Regions from separate parts of the Nomascus leucogenys genome. Here region 2 is linked to region 1. A link is a contact called in public Hi-C data. All regions are on one chromosome and are shown on one strand. Each heading gives the region's core, a stretch centred on a gene start, on an enhancer-like site or on the middle of the called end of the contact. The rest is flanking DNA. Distances are from core to core; before and after follow the strand shown. Region 1 holds the start of MBLAC1 (metallo-beta-lactamase domain-containing protein 1). Region 2 overlaps ZCWPW1 (zinc finger CW-type PWWP domain protein 1).

Evidence for each region. A called contact is a pair of places that touch in the nucleus more often than the background predicts.
Region 2: a Hi-C map of an unstated tissue shows a contact between it and region 1, with 2.5 times the contacts expected there. The contact joins the enhancer-like site here to the promoter of MBLAC1 in region 1. A contact is called at or near these places in 2 of 4 Hi-C or Micro-C datasets (a lymphoblastoid cell line and an unstated tissue).

Annotation. Positions count from the first base shown.
Region 1 is chr17:34,793,076-34,800,059 of Asia_NLE_v1, forward strand. It overlaps MBLAC1 (metallo-beta-lactamase domain-containing protein 1), which reads left to right and starts at 2,727. Exons shown (of 2, transcript XM_030795970.1): 1 at 2,727-3,093; 2 at 3,396-4,526. The coding sequence starts at 3,424. The coding sequence ends at 4,224. CNPY4 (protein canopy homolog 4) reads left to right here. Exons shown (of 6, transcript XM_003278072.4): 5 at 517-634; 6 at 728-1,502. The coding sequence ends at 882.
Region 2 is chr17:34,962,075-34,969,058 of Asia_NLE_v1, forward strand. It overlaps ZCWPW1 (zinc finger CW-type PWWP domain protein 1), which reads right to left. Exons shown (of 17, transcript XM_030797267.1): 6 at 6,307-6,458; 7 at 5,977-6,099. Among named protein-coding and RNA genes, the nearest start is that of ZCWPW1, 15 kb to the right of the region's middle. Within about 2 kb of position 3,912, the one cell type or tissue checked has an H3K27ac peak away from gene starts, as active enhancers do. A contact at or near this core is called in a lymphoblastoid cell line, where this site is marked.

The DNA of each region.
Region 1 (6,984 bases), core at 1,477-3,976:
GTGGTGTGCATCTGTAGTCCCAGCTACTCAGGAGGCTGAGGCAGGAGAATCACTTGAACCCGGGAGGCGGAGGTTGCAGTGAGCTGAGATCCCACCACTGCAGTCTAGCCTGGGCAACAGAGCAAGACTCCATCTCAAAAAAAAAAAAAAAAAGTAACAATGGTTGCTAATAATATCCACCATCACTTATTGAGTACCTACTGTGTCCCAGACTCTGGACCACATACTTTGCATCTGTAGCCTCATTTTACCCTCAACAACCTGATGTGGTAGGTGCAATTACCATACATATTTTACAGGCAAGGAGCTGAAACTCAAGAGTTTAATAACCTACTTGGCAGAGTAGGTGCTAGTAAATGTTTGTTGAATGAATGAGGATCGCACATCTAGTAGGCCAAACTTAGCTTCCTGGCTACCTGCCTCTCCAAAATCAGTCAGGTTGAGCAGGGGGAGAAGACAGGAGGGATCCCAAATCCCTCCAGAGCAGATATTCTTCTGGCCCTTCTACTTGACCAGTGTGAGACCATGTTGGAGGAGTTTGAAGACATTGTGGGAGACTGGTACTTCCACCATCAGGAGCAGCCCCTACAAAATTTTCTCTGTGAAGGTCATGTGCTCCCAGCTGCTGAAACTGGTAAGTGTAAGGGTTGACTCCTTTCCCGCCAAGCCATAGCCTCCCCTGCCTCCAGTTACTAATATCTAAATTGTTTTCTGTCATCCATTCTAGCATGTCTACAGGAAACTTGGACTGGAAAGGAGATCACAGATGGGGAAGAGAAAACAGAAGGGGAGGAAGAGCAGGAGGAGGAGGAGGAAGAGGAAGGGGGACACAAGATGACCAAGACAGGGGGCCACCCCAAACTTGACCGAGAAGATCTTTGACCCTTGCCTTTGAGCCCCCAGGAGGGGAAGGGATCATGGAGAGCCCTCTAAAGTCTGCGCTCTCCCTGCTCCACAGCTTTCAGGGTGTGTTTGTGAGTGACTCCACCCAAGCTTGTAGCTGTTCTCTCCCATCTAACCTCAGGCAAGATCCTGGTCAAATAGCATGACATGGCTTCCCGGGCAGAGGGTAGGGTTGGAGGTCCTGCTCCTACAGAAGAACTCCATCCAGCCCCTTAATTGGCAGGTGTATGTGCTGACAGTACTGAAAGCTTTCCTCTTTAACTGATCCCACCCCCACCCAGAGTTCAGCAGTGGCACTGGAGCTGTGGGCTTTGGGAAAGTCACTTAGCTCCTTAAGGTCTGTTCTTAGACCCTTCCAAGGAAGAGGCCAGAACGGACATTCTCTGCGATCTATATACATTGCCTGTATCCAGGAGGCTACACACCAGCAAACCGTGAAGGAGAATGGGACACTGGGTCATGGCCTGGAGTTGCTGATAAGTTAGGTGGGGTAGATACTTAGTCTACTTCAGATCAATGTAACCCAGAGCCCACCGTATAGTTTCATAGGTGCTAAATTTTCTATGTCGCTATTAAACTTTTTTCTTTTTTTCTAAAAACTAGCTGGGCCCAGTTTCAAACAACAGCCGGGCACACATAGCTAGCCGGTCGATGAGGCAGCACCCAGAATGGCCGCTGTCTTGTTAAGCTCAAGCTCCAGCCTGAGCAACATAGTGAAACCCCAATTCTATACACACGCACACACACACACACATTAAGAGGACTGCAGGGCTGGTGGTGCATCGCCTATAGTCCCAGTTACTACAGAGGTGGAGATGGGAGGATCACTTTTGTCCAAAAGGTCAAGACTAGCCTGGAGGCTGGGTGCGGTGACTCACACCTGTAATCCTAGCACTTTGGGAGGCCGAGGCGGGTGGATCACCTGAGTTTAGGAGTTCGAGAGCAGCCTGGCCAACATGGAGAAACCTCATCTCTACTGAAAATACAAAAATTAGCCGGGTGGCCGGGCGCGGTGGCTCACGCCTGTAATCCCAGCACTTTGGGAGGCCAAGGCGGGTGGATAACGAGATCAGAAGATCGAGACCATCCTGGCTAACACGGTGAAACCCTGTCTCTACTAAAAATACAAAAAATTAGCTGGGTGTGGTGGCGGGCGCCTGTAGTCCCAGCTATTCGCGAGGCTGAGGCAGAAGAATGGCGGGAACCTGGGAGGCAGAGCTTGCAGTGAGCCAAGATCGTGCCACTGCACTCCAGCCTGGGTGACACAGCAAGACTCTGTCTCAAAAAAAAAAAAAAAAGCTGGGCACGGTGGTGGGCGCCTGTAATCCCAGTTACTCGGGAGGCTGAGACAGGAGAATTGCTTGAACCCAGGAGGTGGAGGTTACAGTGAGCTGAGATCGCGCCACTGCACTCCAGCCTGGGCGACAAAACGAGACTGTCTCAAAAAAAAAAAAAAAAAAAAAAAAAAAAAAAAAAAAAAAAAAAAAAAAAAAAATTTAGAGGGGCGGGCACGCCTGTATTCCCAGCACTCCGGCAGGCCGAAGCAGGAGGATCGCTAGAACCCAGGGATTCAAGGCTGGGGCGAGCTATGATGGTGCCCCTGCACTCTAGCCTGGGCGACAAGGTGAGACTTTGTCTCAAAAGAAAAAAAGACCAGGCGCGGTTGCTCACACCTGTAATCCTAGCACTTTAGGAGACCAAGGCTGGAGGATCGCTGGAGCCCAGGAGTTCCAGACCAGTACCGGCAACAGAACTAGACCGTCTCTACAAAAAAGAAAAAATAGAAACCTTAGCTGGGCTTGGTGGTGCGCATCTGTGGTCCCAGATACTCGGGAGGCTGAGGCGGGAGGATCACATGAGCCCAGGAGGTCGAGGCTGCAGTGAGGCTGATTGCGCCACTGCACTCCAGCCTGGGCAACTGAGCATGACCCCTCCTCAAAGCTAATGGCGCTTCATAATTCTGCAGTTCAAGGAAGTTGCTGCGGTCGCGGGGCGGAGAACCGCCAGGAGGCTGGAGTCCAGGCAGCCTTCTCTGACACACGGTGAAGGCGCCGGAACTACAGCTGCCATCGCGGAGCCGCTTCGGCCGCCATATCTGGGTGCACGGGAACTCGCAGAGGACAAACTCCCACGCGCGTTTTCGATTTCTGCGCTTTCCTCGAGTGAGGCAAGACCTAGCAGAGGCCCAAGGTAGAGCGCGGCTAAGATTCGACTGAGGGAAATACAAAGGATAGCCTTTGGAGGGTGACGGGGAAGGACGTAGTACCGCGAGAGGAACGGGGCGGGGGCCGAGGACGCCGAGGGAGGGACGGGCCCAAGTGTGAAGGGAGGCTGGGCGATACCATCTTGGGCAGGGGTTGAGGGTGATACCAACTTAATGGGAGGCGAGTGGCAGAGAACAGAGACTTAGGGGCAGTGGCGGGGCCGGGCACGGGTGGGGGATCGCGGAGGGACAGGACGGTCGCCCACTGCTCCATTTCCTTTCTCCCCAGCCTGTCCCTCCCTGCCAGGAGCAGTCTCATGCGGACCGAGCTGCTACGCGGGGCATCCCCTCTGCTGGTGCCCGGCGACCCCTACTCCGTGGTGGTTCTGCTGCAGGGCTACGCGGAGCCCGAGGGGGTGGGCGACGCCGTGCGCGCCGACGGCTCCGTGACCCTGGTCCTACCCCAGACCCGGGGCCCGGCCTCCAGCCACCGAGAGTCCCCGCGCGGGAGTGGCGGCGCAGAGGCCGCCCTGGAGGAGGCGGCCCGTGGCCCCATCCTGGTGGACACCGGGGGCCCCTGGGCTCGGGAAGCGCTGCTGGGGGCGCTGGCGGGGCAGGGAGTGGCCCCGGGAGACGTGACGCTGGTGGTGGGGACCCACGGGCACTCGGATCACATCGGGAATTTGGGGCTGTTCCCAGGCGCGGCTCTGCTGGTCTCGCACGACTTCTGCCTTCCCGGAGGCCGCTACCTGCCCCACGGGCTGGGTGAGGGGCAGCCCCTGCGCCTGGGCCCGGGGCTCGAGGTGTGGGCCACGCCGGGCCACGGGGGCCAGCGCGACGTGAGCGTGGTGGTGGCCGGCACGGCTCTGGGCACCGTGGTGGTGGCGGGAGATGTGTTTGAGCGAGATGGGGACGAGGATTCGTGGCAGGCACTGAGTGAAGACCCCGCAGCCCAGGAGCGGAGCCGGAAGAGGGTCCTGGTCGTTGCCGACGTGGTCGTACCTGGTCACGGGCCCCCCTTTCGAGTGCTAAGGGAAGCCTCGCAGCCGGAGACGAAGGGTGGAGGGAACAGCCAGCAGGAGCCGGTGGTCGGAGACGAGGAGCCCGCCCTGCACTAATCAGCCCCGAGAGGGACTGGACTCTTGTCAGGGAAGCCCTAACAGCGAGGAGCTGCTGGAGACAGAGTCAGAGCAGTCAAGGGTGGGAGCTTCCAGCCCTTCCAGGAGGCCAGTTTTCCAGTGAGGACAGAGTGCACCTGACACTGCCATCACATCGTCAGTATCACTGCCTGTCTCTGCCACCAAACTAAGATCAAAGGACGGGCTCAGCTCCCTGTGCATTCTCCCTGGACCTCAGTAAAATGGGAGAAGGTTCCTGGGAGGGGCCTCCAAAATAAAAACGGAAACTGCGTTGAAAATCATAGTGCCCTAGTGTAAATGTGAAGCATTGACAGTAATAATCATGCAAACGTGGTAATCTACAACTGCAGCAGAGGCATACTTTGGCCAACTGCCCCTTTCTTTTTTTTTTTTTTGAGACGGAGTCTCTCTCGCTCTGTCGCCCAGGCTGGAGTGCAGTGGCGCAATCTCGGCTCACTGCAAGCTCCGCCTCCCGGGTTCACGCCATTCTCCAGCCTCAGCCTCTCCGAGTAGCTGGGACTACAGGCGCCCGCCACCACGCCCGGCTAATTTTTTGTATTTTTTAGTAGAGACGGGGTTTCACCGTGGTCTCGCTCTCCTGACCTCGTGATCCGCCCGCCTAGGCCTCCCAAAGTGCTGGGATTACAAGCGTGAGCCACCTTGCCCGGCCGCCCCTTTCTTATAGGATGGAGGTTGCTGAGAGAAGATGCAGGGCACAGAGATGACCTCTTAGTCATCTGACTTATGTATTTGTTCATATTTTTTTGTGACACAGGCTGGAGTGTAGTGGTGCAGTCATAGCTCACTGCAGCCTCCAGCTCAAGCCATCCGCCTGCCTCAGCCTCCCAAGTAGCTGGGACGACAGGCAAGTGCCACTATGCCCCACTAATTTTTTTTTTTTTTTTGAGACACAGTTTCACTCTGTCCCCACAGGCTTCAGTGCAATAGCACAATCTTGCACTGCAGACTGCACTGCAACCTCCGCCTCCTGGGTTAATGTGATTCTTGTGCCTCAGCCTTCCCAGCAGCTGGGATTACAGGCTCACACTACCATGTCCAGCTAATTTTTATATCTTTAGTAGAGAAAGGGTCTTACCATGTTGGCCAGGCTGGTCTCAAACTCCTGGCCTCAAGTGATCTGCTCACCTCAGCCTCCCAAAGTGCTGAGGTTACAGGTATGAACCACCATGCCTGGCTATCAGCTAATTTTTTTTTTCATTTTTTTTCAGAAATGGTCTCACCGTGTTGCCCAGGCTGGTCTTGAACTCCTGACCTCAAGAAATCCTACCTTCTCGGGCCCTCTGCAATTTTTTTTTTTTTTTTTTTTGAGACAGAGTCTCTCTCTGTCGCCCAGGCTGGAGTGCAGTGGCGCAGTCTCGGCTCACTTCAAGCTCCGCCTCCCAGGTTCACGCCATTCTCCTGCCTCAGCCTCTCCGAGTAGCTGGGACTACAGGCGCCCGCCACCACGCCCGGCTAATTTTTTTGTATTTTTAGTAGAGACGGGGTTTCACTGTGGTCTCAATCTCCTGACCTCGTGATCCACCCGCCTTGGCCTCCCAAAGTGCTGGGATTACAAGCGTGAGCCACCGCGCCCGGCCTTTTTTTTTTTTTTTTGAGATAGAGTTTTGCTCTTGTTGCCCAGGCTGGAGTGCAATGGTGCAATCTCAGCTCACTGCAACCTCCGCCTCCCGGGTTCAAGCCATTCTCCTGCCTCAGCCTCCCAAGTAGCTGGGATTACAGGCACCCACCACCACGCCTGGCTAATTTTTTGTAGTTTTAGTAGAGACGGGGTTTCACTATGTTGGCCAGGCTGGTCTCAAACTGCTGACCTCAGGCAATCCACCCTCCTTGGCCTCCCAAAGTGCTGGGATTACAGGTGTGAGCCACCTCGCCTGGCCCTGCCCCCTGCCTTTATTCACTAATTCTTCATTCAGTGGATACTTAACCCCTGCAGTGTCTCAGGCACTGCCTAAGTTATGGGATACAACCAAGAGCAAGCTGGACAAACTCCGTGTCCCTCATGGAGATCACATTCTTTATAGGAGACAGACAAATAGCAGCAATAATAGTAGCAAATCAAATAATTACAGGTGGTTGTTAGTGATGTGAAAAAAAAAAAAAAGCAGAGTAAGGGGGGAATAGAGGGCTTGGGTGAGAGAGTGGGCTCTTTTATTTAGGGTGTCAGGAAAAGCCTTCGTAAGGAGCTGATGTTTGATCAGAAAACCAAATGAGAAGAAAGCTAGCCATGCGTGGATCTGGGAGAAGGTCATTCCAGGCTCAGGAACAGCAGGTATAAAAGCCCTGAGACAAGACAGCTTGACTCACTGGAGCGGCAAGAAGACCCATGGTAGGGCTGGGTGTGGTGGTTCATGCCCATAATCCCAGCAAGTTGGGAGGCTGAGGAGGGAGGATCACTTGAGCCCAGGAGTTCAAGACCAGCCTAGGCAGCATAGTGAGACCTCATCTCTATAGAAAATTTAAAAATTAGCCAGTTGTGGTGGTGCCTGCCTGTAGTCTCAGCTACTCAGAAAGCTGAGGTGGAGGCTCACTTGATCAGGCTACAGTGAGTTGTGATCTTACCATTGTGCTTCAGTCTGGACAACACAGCAAGACCTTATTTCTAAAAACAAAACAAAACAAAATAGGCCGGCACAATGACTCACGCCTGCAATCCCAGCACTTTGGGAGGCTGAGGTGGGCAGGTCACTTGAGGTCAGGAGTTCCAGACCAGCCTGGCCA
Region 2 (6,984 bases), core at 2,662-5,161, 170 kb after region 1:
AGGGCTAAGCTGCATCTCTTTTGTGCACAACATCCAGAGTTCTTATCCAAATCTCAACTGATTTACCTGTCACCAAATCACCAAGTTGCAAACTTTAGGACCAACAGCGTCTGAGTTCACTCTTCTCCAAAAGACACAGGTCTAAGCCTATCACTTCTCCATCAACTATTAACTTTAGGCCTTGCTCAAAGGCCAAGCCTTCCTTTTATCCATTACCTTCCAGACCCCCACCTCTCCTAAGCTGACCCATGTCCCTCAGCCTCTCCTCTCTCCCACCAAAACTCTTCCATTGTGGTCTTGGAAACTCCACTGACTCGAGCAACCAAAGTCCACATATCCTTAACCTCAAATCTGAACTTCTATTTCCTTTTTGAAGCCTGGAGACCCACTAATGACACTGCCCCACCTAAACCACCGCCACCTGCAACCCTGTAAGTGGAATCAGTTCCTCCCACACTCCCCATGTCTCTTGAGACAGAAAGTCAGGCTGGCATTATCATTACCCCATTGCTACTACTCCCCGACTCTTATAAAAACCCTTCCTCCCTTGAGGTCTATGCCATGGGACTATCCTTACCTCTCATCTCCCTTGTAGAGATGCTGGCATCTGATTCAGTCTTCTCTCCACCTCCTGCCTTCATTCCAAATGACCTCTACATCCACAGGAACTCCTCATACAGCACCCCATTATTTCAGTCCCTTGACTTTTTTCTTCATGTCACCTCTGGAACCCACTCCTACTCCTGCATGCCCTACCCAGTCATCTGCAGGAACTGCACACCCTCTGAGCCACTTATCCAAACATCCTCTCTACAAAAATGCCCCATCTTCCACCTCACTTGCTCAAAGACTCCTATAGCAACTTTCATTTTATCTAGCTCTCCAACCCACTGCCCACTACCATCCTCTCCATATGGAAGCAATTTCCATTCTTCACTCTGTTCCACTCTGGTTTGATTACTTGACATTTATTTGGATTCTCCTGTAGACACCTTCAGCTCCCTTTCCCACTGTCCTTCTTCCCACCCAGATGGCAAAACACCAACCGGAATGAACCCTCTCCACCTTTTCTGAGCCTACACTCAAGCAATTGAGTTGACAGAGAAAAATCACATAACAGACACATAGGTATCGCTATATATTCACTATTTAACATTATCAACCAACATATTTCTCTAGTAAGTTCACTCTCTCCCACTGCCAAATTTTACCTTAAATACCTGATCATAAGGGATGGCTCCTAATCCCATCCCTCCAGAATCATCCCTCAGAAAAGAAGGCGACTTGCATTTGGATCCTTTCAAAATATCACATATAAGAGATCACTTTCGCAATTACTTTTTTTTTTTTTTTTTTGAAACAGTCTCGCTCTGTTGCCCAGGCTGAAGTGCAGTGGCACAATCACGGGTCACTGCAGCCTCCATTTCCCAGGTTCAAGTGATCCTCCCACTTCAGCCTCCCAAGTAGCTGAAACTACAGGCATGCACCACTACACCCAGCAAATTTTTTGTATTTATTGGTAGAGGCGGGGTTTCGCCATGTTACCCAGGCTGGTCTTGAACTCCTGGGCTCAAGTGATCCACCCTCCTCAGCCTGCCAAAGTGCTGGGATTACAGGGGTGAGCCACCATGCCCAGCCTCAATTACCTTATCTTGAAAAACAAAGTACTGGTTGGGACTAATATGTTAGTCTGAAATGACAGTTGCCAATAGTGGTTTTGGATGTTTACAGAGGTGAGCTAGCAAGACTAGAAAAAAAAAGTAGGAGGAGAGGCTAGGAGTCATATAAATTAATACAGATCAATAATAATACAAGTTGTTAGCTGTGAAAGGAATGAGTACTCATAAGAAAACGAGTAGGAAAAAATCACTATAATGATATGGAACTGGAAATTTATGGCTTGGAATAATATTTTTGACAAGAACATTGTACTTTTTTAAAAGTTTCAAGTAACCTAAAGGAGAAGATAATGTGCTCTGGAAAACTGATGCCCGGATGTGGCTCTATGATAATGAAGACTGATGTCACAGACACATGTTAAGAGGATTTCACTTGACCACTCATTCTTGAAACACTAGTTTCCTGGGTTCTGTGATGTCTCATTCTCCTGTCCCCCTCCCCCTGATTTTACTGGCAGCTTCCCCCTCAGTCTCCTTTGCTGGGTTCTCTTCGTTCTTCAATCTCTAAATGTGAGGGGTCCCAAAGCCCAATCATGGGCCTTCTCTCCCCATGATATACTTTCTCCTGAGGCAAGCTCACCCATTCCCATGGCTTTGAAATCCATTTTCATACCTGACAGAACACAGCTGTCTACTTACAGCCTCTGTTCTGAGCTCGAGATTCCTAAGCCACCTTGCTCTTTGACATCTCTATTTGGATGTCTCACAAGGATCTCAAACCTAAATGTACCCAAACCTGAATGCTTGATCTTATCCTACAAATTTTTTCTTTCTCCGCTCTTTCCCATCTCCCTTCACGTAACTGTTCAAGCCAGAAACCAATCATCCTTGACATACCTTCTCCTGCTCCAACCTTCCAATATCTAATTCATTACCAACTTCTAACAATTTTACCTCCAAAACATACCTTAAAACCATCCACTTTTCTTTCTCTACTTTCATCATCCTAATCCATTTTATTTTTTATTTTTATCTTTTTTTTTTTTTTGGAGACAGAGTCTCGCTCTGTCGCCCAGGCTGGAGTGCAGTGGCACGATCTCTGCTCACTGCAAGCTCCGCCTCCTGGGTTCACGCCATTCTCCTGCCTCAGCCTCCCGAGTAGCTGGGACTACAGGCACCCGCTACCACGCCCGGCTAATTTTTTGTATTTTTAGTAGAGACGGGGTTTCACCATGTTAGCCAGGATGTTCTCGATCTCCTGACCTCGTGATTCACTCACCTCGGCCTCCCAAAGTGCCGGAATTACAGGCATGAGCCACCGCGCCTGGCCTTATTTTTTAAATATATATATTTTTTGAGACAGGGTCCTGCTCTGTTACCCAGGCTGGAGTGATGTGGTATGAACATAGCTCACTGCAACCTCAAACTCCTGGGCTCAAGTGATCTTCCTGCCTCTGCCTTCCAAAGTGCTGGGATTACAGGTGTAAACCACTATGCTCAGCCATCATCTTAATCGAAGTCTAATACCTAATCCTAATACTAACTTCTTAACTGGTCTATTCTTGTCTTCTCCCCATACTCCATCTCCAATTACTCACCAAAGGATCCTTTTAAAACATTAATTTGAAGATGTCACTTCCCTGGTTAAAACCCACCAGTGGCTTCCCCCTGCACTTAGGATAAAATGTTCACTCTGTACATGGTCTTTGACCTAGCCACTGCCTCCCTCTTTCCAGCCATCCAGAGCCACGTTCCCAACTTGCCTCCCCTTGCTCTCTGAGCTCCGCAATCACACTGGCTTTTAGTATCTGGAACATACCACACTTTACCCTACCTAAAACTCTTTCTTCACTTGGATAACTTCTACTCTGCCTTCAGGTTTCAGCTGAAATACTGTTTCCTTAGAAATGCACTCCCTGACCAGCCCAATCTTACTTCCTCTCATGACACACTGTTCTTTTCCTTCTCTGTACTTAATGCAAACTGTATTCATTAAATACTCCTTCCTACTTCAGGAGCACTCACCTCTCCTTGGCAACTGTAAGAAACGGGAAGAATGGTTTATTTATAGCAGGAGGCTGATAAATCCACTACAATCACAATTCAACTCACAATCACCTAGAGGGTGAACCCTCATCTGCCAGCCTAAGATCTAGTCCATGCAGTAATTCTTTTTTTTCCATTTCTTTTTTAATATAAATTCACTTTTTTTTTCTTTTTTATAGAGATGGGGGTCTCACTATGTTACCCAGGCTAGTCTTGAATCCTGGACTCAAGAAAGCTTCCTGCCTCAGCCTCCCAAAGTGCTAAGATTACAGGCGTGAGCCACTGTGCCAGGCCCCTTGCAGTAATTCTGAGAAGTACAGGAGACAGAGCAACACAAATCTAATGACACCAATTTATTTGAGCTAACCAGAGATCAGGTCAGTGGGGTCTGCAGTATCCCAAAAATTCTCAACAAGCCCACCTGAGTTTATATAGTCACATAAAACCAAAAGAAAACACCTTTTAGTTTCCTTTTTGACTCTACCTGGAAACTCCCTTTGGGTAGTCTGAACTCCAGGCCACCTGGTTGTTCAAATTAGACTTATACCTCAGTGCCTTATGTTACTATGTCATTATAACAAGAGGAATGGTTTATTGACCTGAACTACCTTGTTTGGTGCCTGCATAGTCCTGGAGTTTTCTTCCAAGTATGTGCAAATTATATTATGCTTCCACAACCAAAACCACATATATGTACACACACGGATTAGACACTAAGTAACTTTTTATTCCACCATTCCTTAAATTTGGAACTTGTTCTGTCTTTTTGTATTATGTTTTGTTTTGGGGTTTTTGTTTTTGTTTGGTACAAGCCTGTTTAGATTATTGTCTATTTATTTAGTTTTTTAAAGATAGGGTCTTGCTCTGTCACCAAGGCTGGAGGGCAGTGACACAATCATCACTCACTGCAGCCTCCAATTCCTGGGATCAAGAGATCCTCCCACCTCAGCCTCTTGAACAGCTAGGACTACAGGCACTACCACCACATCTAGCTAATTTTTTTTTTTCTTGTAGAGATGAGGGTCTCACTGTGTTGCCCAAGCTGGTCTCAAACTCCTGGTCTCAAGTGATCCTCCTGCCTTGGTATTTTTTAATTTTTGAACATACTAGTATATTGTATGATCTATTTTATTTCTTGTCATAAAATTTACCATTATCAGGCCAGGCATGGTGGCTTACACCTGTAATCCCAACACTTTGGGAGGCTGAGGCGGGCAGATCACAAGGTCAAGAGATCGAGACTATCCTGGCCAACATGGTGAAACCCCGTCTCTACTAAAAATACAAAAATTAGCTGGGCATGGTGGCGCATGCCTGTAGTCCAAGCTACTCGGGAGGTTGAGGCAGGAGAATCACTTGAACCCGGGAGGCGAAGGTTGCTGTGAGTGGAGATTGTGTCACCACACTCCAGCCTGGCGACAGAGCAAGACTCCATCTCAAAACGAAACAAAACAAAAAACCCCTCCCTCAACTCTGTACCCATTCCTTTTTTTTTTGAGATAGAGTCTCACTTTGTTGCCCAGGCTGGAGTGCAGTGGCACAATCTTGGCTCACTGCAACCTCCGTCTCCCGGGTTCAAGGGATTCTCCTGCCTCAGCCTCCAAGTAGCTGAGACTACAGGCGCACGCCACCACGCCGGGCTAATTTTTGTATTTTTAGTAGAGATGGGGTTTCACCATATTGGTCAGGCTGGTCTTGAACTCCTGACCTTGTGATCCACCCACCTCGGCATCCCACAGAGCTGGGATTACAAGCATGAGCCACCATGCCCAGCCTCCATTCCTTTTTATCTACCATTTTCTCCCTCTTACTTTCCATATCTAAACTAATTGAAAAAGTGTCTACTCTTCAACCAGCTATAAGCTGCCATTCACACTTACCAACCCTTTCGGTAGCTATTACCAAACCCCTAACGGCCTCCTAATTGTGATGCCCTTGGGCTTATGTTTATCCTCTTTGACTTCTTTACGATGGCATTTGACATAGCTGAGCATCCTTCTTTCTTTAAATTCTCTCCTCCCCTGGGATCTATAATACCACTCCTGATTTTTCTATGACCTTTCTTACCACATCTTCATTTTCTTCCTGGGAAACATCTAAAATGCTTTGTATATAGTAGGCACCCAACAACTATGGATTATGTGAATAAATGACTGAATGAATAAAATCATTCTCTCAGCAGCATATTCTACAACAAGCAGCTGTGAGAGATTAACCATATTCTTTGCAGTTTCCTCTAACATCCTAACCCTGCCTCTGCTCTATCTCAAATTTTCAAGCCAAGTAGGTTTGCCAAACCAGCTGAACTCACCAAAACCACTTATCTCTCCTTTTTGCTGGTCCCTGATCTGAGAATGATGCTGAACTGTTTTCTTCAGTTGGTCTTCCTCTCTGTGCTCATGTCCACCTTGAGTTTTCTCCACCTTCTCATCTTCTGGGAAGAAAAAAGAAAACGTGGGGTGGGGAGATGAAGAAGACAATCTTTGTAGATAGTAAAGGTCAGTGAAAGAAGGAAGAAGAATTACAGCCTAATAGTTTCAAGTCTTGGGCTGAAAATTCTCAGCCTGCCCATGGTCCCATTCCCTAATTTCCTGGAGCAAGTACTTGAGCCAGGCTTCAAAGTATATCTGACTGTACTTACGAGCTTCCTTCTTTCTTTTGCTTAAGGTGAGTCTATTGGATTTCTTCTTAGAGGGTGCAGGATCTGGCTGGCCTAGCTTAGATGTCCTTATCTCAGGGGCAGCTTCACCCTCCCAAGACACTGAAATCTCTTGAGTATGTGGTACCTCCTCTCTGAAAATGAGGTTTTATTTTAATGAAATGTAAAAATAGAGCAACTGCAGAACTCTTCTTTTGAAAAAACCCAAGTAAAAGGAAGACAGATGAATCCTAAGCTCTCTAAGGCCCTCCTGAGGCCATTTCATCCATCTACTTGCCTATTTTTCCCAACTCAAACAGGTATCTTTCCTGAGCTGAGAGAAATCTATAGAAATATGATAAATGGGCTGGGCCCGGTGGCTCACGCCTGTAATCCTAGCACTTTGGGAGGCCAAGGTGGGTGGATCACAAGGTCAGGAGTTCGAGACCAACCTGGCTGATATGGTGAAACCCCGTCTCTACTAAAAAGCATAAAAATTAGCTGGGTGTGGTGGCAGGCACCTGTAATCCCAGCTACTCGGGAGGCTGAGGCAGGAGAATCGCTTGAACCCAGGAGGCAGAGGTCGCAGTGAGCTAAGATCGCGCCACTGTACTCCAGCCTGGGCAACAGAGCAAGACTCCGTCTCAAAAAAAAAAAAAAAAAAAGTATGATAAATGACCA